Regions from separate parts of the Mus musculus genome. Here region 2 is linked to region 1. The links are chromatin contacts, called in public Hi-C maps. All regions are on one chromosome and are shown on one strand. Each heading gives the region's core, a stretch centred on a gene start, on an enhancer-like site or on the middle of the called end of the contact. The rest is flanking DNA. Distances are from core to core; before and after follow the strand shown.

Region 1 (5,548 bases), core at 1,455-3,954:
AGTTCATTTCTTTCTTCTCTTGGCTGTGGTTGTGATATAAGCAGATGCTTCAAATTCCTACCTTGATTTCTCCACAGTGATGGACTGTAACCCAAAACAGTGAATGAAAATAAACCACATCTCCCAAGTTGCTTTTCCATAGGGTATTTTACCATGGCTGCAGAAATGAAACCAGTACCAATCCTTTCTCTCATTTAAAAATAGTATTCCTGGTATTGAGTTTTAAAGGGTCTTATGCATTCTGCACACATATATTTTTTAACGGATACATGTTTGCAAATATCTTTTTCTCAGTTTGTGGTTTGTCTTTTCTTGTGCTTAACAGTTTCCCTTGAAAAGCTAAAGTTTGTAATTTTTATATTATCAGATTTTCCTTTTATGATTTCATGATTTTTATATCCTATATTACTGTTTTCTCTGGCCCAAGAGTACTGGTACTTTTTTTTTTAGTTTTATAGTTTTAGATTTTTATTTAGGCCTATGTTTCATTTTGAATTAATATGGCATAATGTTATAGCTCTGCTTTTTTTTCCTTTTCCATGTGGGTATCTAATTGTTTTGTAATCACTTGTATTAGCATTACATCTTGCAAGAAAAATCGATCAACTGTCTATAGTCAGATCTGCTGGACTGTTGTCCTGTGTTCTATTGATGCATGTTCTCTGCACAGCAGTACCCATTATCCCGATAACTATTGTTTTATAGCAATTCCTAAAATTAGATAAACTAAGTTCTCTAATTTTATTTTTTAAGAATTATTTTTAGCAATATTCATCCTTTAGGTGTTCACATGAATCATATATTGCTGGTCAATTTTAAAATGTTGATTAGGATGTTGATTAGGATTATATTGAAACTAGGGATCAATCAGAGGTAATTCACATGCAAATAATATTGATTTTTTTCAACCTGCTACTATAGTTTATTTTTCTATTATCTGGACCTTCTATAAATCCTACCATAATTTTTTTTTAATGATAGTAGCGAACAAAGTTATAGTTTAGTTATCGCAATCTGTCCATGTTTTGTGATTTTTTTTTATTGTTTTTGAGAATTTCTTACGTAAGTATATAGAAGGGCTTGCTGAGGAGATGGTAATGATATTTTGTCTGTACCTCCTTCCTGTGCATCCAGTCACTTCCCACTGTTCGGATAGCGGATTTGTTGCCACAGGCTCACAACACCACAGTGAGGGAAAGGGTACACAGCAGTGTGGGATTCTGGGCTGAAGGCGCTTCCCACCCGGCACCCCAGCACTGACATCATTGCAGGTTCAGGTTCATCTTCCATCTCCTCATCTGTATGGCTGTAATGATACCTGCCTCATAGTATGAGGACTTGGTGATCCATGTTAAACAATGGCAAGCACATAGAGAAAACTTAAACCAGGTTAGATTTTTGTGATTTATTAGCCATATGGCCTTGAGAAACCTAATTTTTGACCCTGGAGAAAGTAATTTTGATAAGCTTCCACCTCTATGCTTAGAGATGATGAAAGCACTTATGAAATGTTATTGAGGACAAATTTAAAATAAAGCTTTTAAGCTAGGCCTTGTGGCATAGGCCAGTAATCTCATACGCTAAAGCATGAGGACCACATGTTCAAGGTCAGCTTGAGCTATAGACTAAGATTAAGGCCAGGCTAAGCAATTTTGGCAGAACCTGTTTCAAAATAAAAAGTATAAGAAGGCTACCTAGATAGGTTTGCACATACTCTTTGTCCCAACACTTGGGAGGCAGTTAGGTAGACCTATAATATTATATATATATATATATATATATATATATATATATATATATATATATATATATATATATATAATACATATGTTTTATTATATACACACACATATATATTTAATCTACAGTACTCATATAGCCAAAGCTATACAGTGTGACCCTGTGTCAAAACTATCTACTGTAAACAGTGACACCCTGTCTCAAAACATATATATAGATAGATAGATAGATAGAGAGAGAGAGAGAGAGAGAGAGAGAGAGAGACCCTGTCTATATGAGTACTATAGGTATATAGATATAGCCCTGGCTATATGATATATATATAAAGTGAAAAAAGGATTGGGAGTACTGGCATGATGTCTCACCTGGTAAAATTCTCATCTGATTGGCATGATATGAGTTTGAACCCCCTACTACACCTATGTGAAAAGCCAGGTGTGGTAATACATCTCTGATCCCAGCCCTGGGGCATCAAAGATCAATGTGATCACTAGAATTCACTGTCCTGCCAGCTTACCTCAGTAGGTAAGCTCAGGCTCTATAAGGGACATTGTCTCCAAAAATAAGGAAGAGAGCAATTGAGAAAGGCACCCAACATCAATCTTTGTCCTCCAAGGACATAAACACAAACAGATACATGCAAATAAATTTAGGCAATAAATAAATACATAAATAAATAAATAAAATCACAAAGCCTTCAAAACACAGTGCTTAAGCTTGGCACCCAAAAAGCCCCAATTAATATCAGCTTTGGATAGTATCTGTATTGGCACAGTATTTGACATGTGTCCATATCAACTATTTAAAAAAAAAAAATACTTGCTGAACGGTGAAGTTACATAAGAGCTCTTAAAAGAAACTCAAGTCCTAGAAGGGGCTGTCACAATATTGAGATGATGCCCAGACCAGCTTACAGCAAGGGAACTGGCTGTTCTCAACCATTCATGTTGAATGATTTGCTTCAGCGATCCAGAATATTCCCTACCCCCACTCCCCCATCCCTCCATCCCCACACTGTTTATAAGCCTGACTGCAGACAGTGATGTTCAGGCCTGGAACTAAAATCAATCTATTTATTGTAATGACTTCTAGTTACATACACCCAATTACCACTGTCATTAAGAAGGCAGTAGCAGCCAATTTTGAGTAACAGTACAACATTAGGCATTCAATGTGTATAACTTCAAAACAATGACCTTCTGGGGAATAGGTAAAGCTTGTAGGATAAAAACCTTTTGTTTTTCACTCATCCCCCTCTAAAAAAGCAAACCAAAATCTTTATGTACTTATTAATATTGAGCCAGAGAGGAGGTTCAGGAAGCTGTGCATGGTGATTGAACGTGTTGAATATTGGCACACACAATAACACAACTGCTAGGAAATTACCCAGTTGAATTCCAATCTTTTTGGAAGGTGTTTGCAAAATTGTAGGCATCCTGGTTAGTAAAGAAAAGGAGCGGAGCTTGGGGAGACCTTATGGGAAGAGTGGAGTAAGATGCGAGCCCTGCATGTGAGCTTCAAGCTCCATTGTGCGCTGTATCGCTAGCTAGGCTGTGTCTTTGTCCTGGTCACCTAACCCCTGTTCCCATGTGCTTCATCTTAAAATATGGAGCAATGTGAAGGATGGATTGGGGGCTTTCCCTGGCTCGGATTCTCTGGAGTTAAGATCCATCCTCTGCCTTTCACCTGTTTTCTAGATGAACAGAAAAAGAGGACCTGAAGTGCATGAAGAATTATCCTAGTAGGATTTGACTAGGCAGTTAATTAACAAAACAAAGCAGTGACATTCTACATCATATTAGTTGTGAATTAGTGCTGCAGATTGCTACCTCATCTATAAGACAGATTCCATTACAATCCTTCTGGGGCCCATAGAATCAGTAACTTAACAGTTTTCAAATTTCTCGAACACTGAAAGTTAAGTACTTGCCTTTTTGAACCTATTGTTTACCTAACCCTTCTAAGAATCTCCGCAGCAGCAATGTTACTTACTTTTCATTGCTATGAGGAAATACCACTTAAAGAACAAAGAGTACATTTTTGCTCATGTCTCTGAGGGAGAGATGGTGGGAGAAGCAGGGCAGCTATAGCAGAAAGCTGAAAGATCACATTTTGTGGCAGGCAGCCTAGAGGACAATTTAAAGTGGGCGAGGCTGGAAACTCTCCAGACTCCTGCAACAAGACTCCACCTCCTCAGTGGTCTGTACTCTCAACCCCAAACCAACGGGGCCCTACTGTTCAGATACTTGAGGCTATGGGGGACACTTCATTGAAATCACTACAGACTTAATAAGGAACAATTGTGCTCTGAAGACCTTTGAACCCAAACTATGCCTTACTAAGGTATAATCCTTAAAAACATAAAACAATAACTTTCCTTATCATATTGGTACTTCAGATTTCTGCCCATCCACTCAGGTATCTTTCTGACTTGAAGAGACAAAATTATCTATTAACTTTATCAATAATAAGTACTTATTAATTGATGTATATTATACTAATTATAATTAAGCAATTATTAACAACTAATCTATTAATCTAATTAATATACGTGATTTCTGCAGCTACACCATCACCAAACCACTCTGTCTGCTTTTCCCTTTGCTTTCTCCATCTTTGTAACTGACTATGTTGACTCTTCATGGTGAGCTAGTCCATGTCACCTTGGGTTCAAGTTTTCCGATCCAGCTAGAGAGTAGCTGACTTAACAGAGAACATACCTAGCATGCTAGCAAAGGTTCCTCTGTTGGTCCTCAGCACCAGACAAAATTTAAAAACCCTTGGAATGATGTTAAAATAAAAGGCTATGCTTAAGTCTCTTCTCAGCTATTTAGTGAATGGTGTGATTTACTTAAATGGCTTTTTCCCATGGGTCTCAGTTTCTCCATCTATTAAAGGGGAATGATCCCATTTTGTAGGATTTTTATTATGGGTCAAGAAATCAAGTATAGAAAGCCTTAGCAGAGTTCTGAGTACCAAATGTGTTTCTATATAATCATTATTGGTATGCCTGTCTCATTCTGGATGAAGAGGAGGCTTCAGAAACCTTTTCTCTGACATCGCATTTCACTGCACATAATGCTAGATTCGTTAAGTGGTTTAAATTGGAGTTGCCTAAATAAAGAACTTTTTTTTTTCATTCCAGCAGTTTGTAACCAGGGGAAATGTTTATGAATATAAGATGGGAAATTATTCAGCAATAAAAGCAACATAATAATGTGGGATTATAAGGAGAATTTTAAAAAATAACTACGGTAACAAAAGTGTATACACTGTGTGATTCCAAGTAGATAAAATATGCATAGAACAAAAAATTGGAGAGAAACAAAGAAGAAAGTTTTAAAGTGGGTGGTGTTGGGAATATGGTATTTTTTTATTTTCCTACTTTTCAAACTATGAAAAATTTCTGTATATTTTGCAATGTGAATATCTGTTCTTTTTTAACTTTTATTTTTTTTATACAGGGTTTCATTATATATTCCTGACTGTCTTACAACTCACTATGTAGACCAGGATGGCTTCATCTTCTAGAGATCCACCTACCACTGCCTCCTGCGTGCTAGGATTAAATATTCCATTTTTAAAGCTACAAAAATACTGTAGGCATATTGAAAGATATAAAATACTATTTATTTGCATGCAGAGTGAAGAGTCATTTGTTGAAAAAATTTTGAGCACAATGATGAATTCACAGTGTGCCTCATGCTAGTTAGAAATCAGTTTTGGTTTGACAAATGCTTATCAAATTCTCTCAAATCAATTCCAACTGATTTCATTGCTCTTATATTTTTGCTTTCTTCTTATTATG
Region 2 (5,548 bases), core at 782-3,281, 850 kb after region 1:
AATGTAAATAAAGAAAATATCTAATAAAAAAAATTCTTTAAAAATACAAGGAACAGAGCGTCCTAGGCAGGTGTGGACAGGGTGAGACAAACCAGTGAGATGAGGTCCAGGCCAGGAAGAACTGGCGCCGTTCCCACAGGAGGAGTTCCTGGCACAGCCCAAAGCCAAGGCATGAGGAAGTACAAGAAGGCAAAGACACGGGGACTGCCTATGACCCGCAGCACAATAGGGGGAGGCAGGAGAGATGCTGTGACCATCTTGCCTCACCTTGGGACCTCACACTAGAACTTCACAACTAGAACGTGCCAGCACCACCCTGGCCACGGTTCCCTGTAGCTCAGCCTTCCGGAGCACAGAGAAGGCCTAAGGAAGGCAGGAAGGCGGGGGAGGAAGTTGAGAACAAGCTGCTGAGGTGAATATGATGTCAGAGGATGGAACATGGTCACATAGCAATCACATGGACAACTAAGAGCCAGAAGAGTGGTGCGGTCAGCCCACTCTGTGACATGTGTGCTGCTCCTGCCTACTCAGTAAAACATGTGCTGCTCCTGTGTGGAACCTCATAGCAAACCTTGCGTGATGGCCTTCCTGTCCACCTAGCCCCCTTTCCTTCATTCTGGACCGCTGCCTTGACACCCTTGACCTCTGGACATTTGCAACATGTCTGCCAACCACGCCTAGCGCTTCTTACCTCCAAGTTCCTTTGATTCTAGCTTGTTTAGTCTATCTGGGCCTCTGTGACAGAATGCCACAGACTAGACGACTTACCGAAGAAAACCTTTCTTCCCCACCATTCTAGAGACCAAGCAATCAAGGCACAGGTAGGCATGGGTCTGAGCAGAAATCACTTTCTACGTCACAGCCAGCTGGCTTCTTGCTGTTGTCATGGGGGACAGGAGGTGGACATCAGTTGGATCCAGGATGGCTCTGACCTTATCAAAGGTCTCCTTCCAAACACAAGCACACTGAGGATTAGGCCCAATATAAGGATTCGAGGTGGACAGACATTGAGGTTGGTCTAGCGGCTCATCTTCCTCGGTCCATGTGGTCTGCTTCCCACAAGGCCAAGGGAAGTACCTCCTGCTAGTCCATGCGGCTGGGTGAGAGATCGCTGTAGGCTCTCGTTCCCACTGTCTTGACCTTTCTTCACCATTCATCTAAATTCTAACACCTCTAACAGCAGGCCTCCTTTAGAGCCAAGGGATTTAGGAGTTGAGCCTCATGCCCAGATGGGTCCACCGTCACCCACCCATTTAGGACTTCAAAGCAAAGTCTGAGTGCCTAAACCACAGACTCAGAATCTGTGAAAATACAGAGGTCCAACGTATTTGTAACTGTATTTAGGAAAATGCAAGTCCTTTTCCAGGAAGACAGTGGGTATTTGTTGACTACCTGTGATGGCCACACAAAAACATACACAGACACGGATACACACAGACACAGATACACACACAGACACACACACACACAGACACACACAGATATACACAAACACACACACACAGATACACACAGACACGGATACACACAGACACACACAGACACAGATACACACACACACAGAGAGACACACACACACACACAGACACAGATACACACACACACAGATATACACACACACACAGATACACACACACACACACACCACTTAGCTCATCTCATATTTATGCCCAATCTGTGAGAGAGCTGCTATGAGCAGCCTGAAGATCATTTGCCCAAAATCTCAGTTTCATTGCCGCAGAAAGGCAAGGTTCCAATTCTTTTTGCAGTGCTTCCCTTACTGCATGGCTTTGCAGCAGACCTTATGCCGGGGATTTCCTTGTAGAACTGTCCTCTTGTCCTTGATTCTGGGCCCCTAACTTGACCCCTAGGGTCCTGGGAGTCTGTTACATGTCTGCAATCCACCCTTCCCCCAGGCTTCATGCTTCAAATCTCTCTGTTCCTCAGAGGCTGCTTGCACCCTGTGTCCAGAAAATGCCACAGACGGTGTTTTGTCCACGGCGCCCTGTTACATCATTACCTCTACCTAGCAAGGGCACAGCTTGTCCAAGTGACTGGAGAGAGGACAGGGGAACTTTGAAGACAATGGTGCCTTACGTTATAGCAAGCACTCTCCTAAGCATCTGATTTGGGTTTTAAAGACACATTTACACAGGAGAACAGTCTTTTGGTTCGGTTGCCTCCAATTTTCTGTCATCTGAATCATAGCCAAGGAATAAATTGAATCTTTTTCTAACATAGAATATATTACTCTTGAAATAGTAGGAAATGTTGATAATTGCCTTTTATTGGACTCACAAATAATTTATAAGTTGGTCCGATTTAAAAAAAAAAAAAAGTATTATAGTCTTATTTCTTTGGTTTCTTCCTTGAGGCAAGTATCAGCCTCTAAAAATAGAACCCGTGTAGAGATGGGCCTAGCGCTCCCCCTGGTGGTCACTATTTAGGATTGCAGGCTCCATAAATGGACCTGAAGCTGTAGGCTACATTTGAATAATTCCTTTTCCCCTAAGTACACAGAAAGATTTGATTTATTCTTCCCAGCCATGTCTGCATTACAGAGTACTTCTCCTTAGAAAGTCTATCTGCTTTGAGCGTAAGTAAATGATCTATTCCTCATATACATTATCAGGCTGAACGTCTCGGAGGTAGTAAGAGCTTTCCTGGTTCTATCAAATGTCAGGAAAGCTGGGAGTTTCTTCTTTGCTTTAGAAAATACGGAGGAGTGAAATGCAAGCTGGCTGTCAGAGAATCACAGGGACAAGATATTGAAGGGATGACTCGTGACTGTGTGCGCGGAGAGAGTGCAGTGGAGAGATGGACGGGAGTCTCAGAACCGTGGGTCAGAGGCAGGATCCTGGGACGCCCTCCACTGCAATAGCAGATACACACACTGCCTTTCTCTGGAGAGACTGTGATGCCCTGCCTTCCTTGCAGGTAACTAGAGACCCAAGTAGCAGTTCCAGACAGTGGGCTGAAAAGCTAGCTGCGGCACTTCCTGGCCTAACCCTCAAGCACCTGGTGACGGCTCCCACTGTCTCTGTGTTCACACAAATGCCAACGGAATATTCCAAGATATCACAGGAGCAAAGTGGAGTCATCTCTTGTTTGAAAAGTATTTCTTTTCATTTTTTGAGATTATGTTACAATTGATATCATTCTCTCCACATCTTCGTCCCTCCAAACCCTCCCCTATACCCTTCCTTGCTCTCTTTCAAATTCACAGTATCTTTTTTTTATTAATTATCATCTTCTACAAGCAGACACAAATATACATACATATACACGTTTATATATTTATATGAATGTACATATACATATACATAAATGCATAAATGCAGTCTGTAAATGCTTCTTGTATATATGTTTTCAGGGCTGGCCATTTGGAATTGCATGACCAATCCATGTGTTCTTCCCTGGGGAAGACAGTTTCTTCCTCTCTCAGCACTGCTTAGTTGCCTCTGGTTCTTCCTTTCAGGCTGAGGCCTCTCTCTTCCTCCTGTCCACTTTGCCATGCCTACTGTTGTCCTTTCTCAGCTCGTGCTTAGGCAACTGTGTTGCTGAGACTTCGTGGCTGTGGTTTCTGATATTCCTGGAAGACACAATATCACAGCAAACTCCCTATCCCCCTGGCTCTTCTAGTCTTTTGGTTCCCTCTTCCTCAGTGATCTCTGAGCCTTGGGTGTGGGAGTTATGTCATAGATGTATTCATTGGGACTAGGTCCCACAACAGTATGCTTTGATTGGTTGTGGTTTTCTGTAATGTTCTCTATTTATTGAAAGAGAAGTTTCCTTGATGAGAGATGAAAGCTACACTCATCTGTGAATAGAAGGACCAACATTATAACGTAGTTAAGAATTATGCTAGTTTAGTAAAATAGCAGTTAAAGGCTTTCCTCCAAGATCCATGACTTCACTAGCCCTGGGTAGTTGGTTAGGTTTTTAGTACTGTACACAATTTCCTTCTTGTTGAATACATCTTAAGTCCAATTAGAGTGTTCCTGGTGACCACCTAGTTACGCATTACCACTACCACACTCTTAGAGACAGCAAACCATGGTGGTGGTTGCTGTGGTTCATAAATGTCATAGCTGGGTAAGACTGTTGGTTTACTCCATCCTTAGAAGCTTGCATGGCAGCTTCCGGTGCCAGGAAAGTTAGTCCTCAGGGAGGACTAACTCAGCTCAAGACTCTTTCAGCACTAGGTCTGAAATGCATGGTGGTTTTAGCAATAGAGACTTACTATCTTCCACCTCTGGGGGTGCAATGAAGAGCAGTAGCAACAACCTGTAATGTTTTGAAAGTTACTTGGACAACTCTGACCAGCAACTCAGAAGAGGACTTCTCATGCCTAGTGTTGGGGTTTTGTTAGATGACTTTGACCCTAGGAAGAAGAATTGTCAGCAGAGCTGATAAATTTTCCTTCAAACTATATATGTATATTTATACACAGACTTACTTGTATTGTAGGTATTCTTAGGTAGATAGTTAATAGTATGATGAGTTTTTCTGACATCCTTAGAGCTACTTTACCCGCTATCTTTTGTATTTATCTTTCCCCTTCCATAATTAGAGCCCCTCATTCCCTGTTTTCCCCATTACTTGTACCCTGATAGCCCCCTCTATTTTGCTTCTCCAACTCAGCAATGGTCCCTTTCTTCTTTACTGATTTCCACAGTTACTCCAGGGTAGTGAGTTCATCTCTTACTGAACACTGGCCTGGAAGAACCGCCAGATTCTCAGAAACTGGCCTAAGGGAGAGCACACTCAAAAGTGCCGAGTCTCCAAGGAAGAAGAGAGCTCTGAATGGCAGCCAGAAGGGACAGATATCCCCACCATCAAAGTGAGTCAAGTCATCCCAGCCCCAGTTTTCTCAGCCAGAACTTACATTAGTGTAGGAAAGTCAATGAAACAATGTATGAGAAACATTTATAATGTATCCAAGCTCAGGAAATGCAAGTGTACTGTCTATTGTGTCTTCTATTGGCAATGATGAATTCTGAAATCATGTTTTGGTTTTCACCCAGGATTTCTGTTACAAGAAAAGGAATGCCTTGCTTCAATAAGTAATCAAAAGCAGGTTCCCAAAGTCAGGCAGGTCCAATGTAGATTAAGCCTTGGGGCAATTTAATCCACTCACAGTGTCTTTCTAATTTGACTCCCCAGAAGCTGTTACATAGTCTTAACCTGTTTTGAAAGCAGGAGAAACCCCTCCCAGGCGCCTTGAATCCTGTGATTCCTCCTAATAGACTGGCTTAGATGCCCTGCTCACTTCTAAACCAATTAGGACTCAAATCTGAAGCCAGGGGCGGGATCAAGCTCTCTTAAACCCAGACCAAGAAGAATGAGATCACACATTTTAGAAAGAATGTTTTAAGGATGCTTTCTTAATAGAAGAAAGGGTATGTCTTAGTCACTGGTCTATTGCTGACCAAAGCAACACTTATAAAAGAAAGTGTGACCTTTGAGCTTGTCATAGTTTCAGAGGTTAGCGCATTATGATAGTGGTGGAAATCATGGCAGCATGCAAGCATACGTGGTGCAAAAG

The links. A called contact is a pair of places that touch in the nucleus more often than the background predicts.
Region 2: a contact with region 1 is called in a Hi-C map of cortical neurons. The contact joins two enhancer-like sites. A contact is called at or near these places in 1 of 39 promoter capture datasets (hippocampal neurons) and 1 of 484 Hi-C or Micro-C datasets (cortical neurons).

The regions. Positions count from the first base shown.
Region 1 is chr4:104,040,952-104,046,499 of GRCm38.p6, forward strand. The region is part of intron 2 of Dab1 (disabled 1); the gene reads left to right. Among named protein-coding and RNA genes, the nearest start is that of Gm36661, 17 kb to the left of the region's middle. Within about 2 kb of position 2,705, at least 11 of the 459 cell types and tissues checked have an H3K27ac peak or open chromatin away from gene starts, as enhancers often do. A contact at or near this core is called in cortical neurons, where this site is marked.
Region 2 is chr4:104,891,765-104,897,312 of GRCm38.p6, forward strand. It overlaps a transcript of Fyb2 not described here. Among named protein-coding and RNA genes, the nearest start is that of Gm40216, 4.5 kb to the left of the region's middle. Within about 2 kb of position 2,032, at least 11 of the 459 cell types and tissues checked have an H3K27ac peak or open chromatin away from gene starts, as enhancers often do. A contact at or near this core is called in cortical neurons, where this site is marked.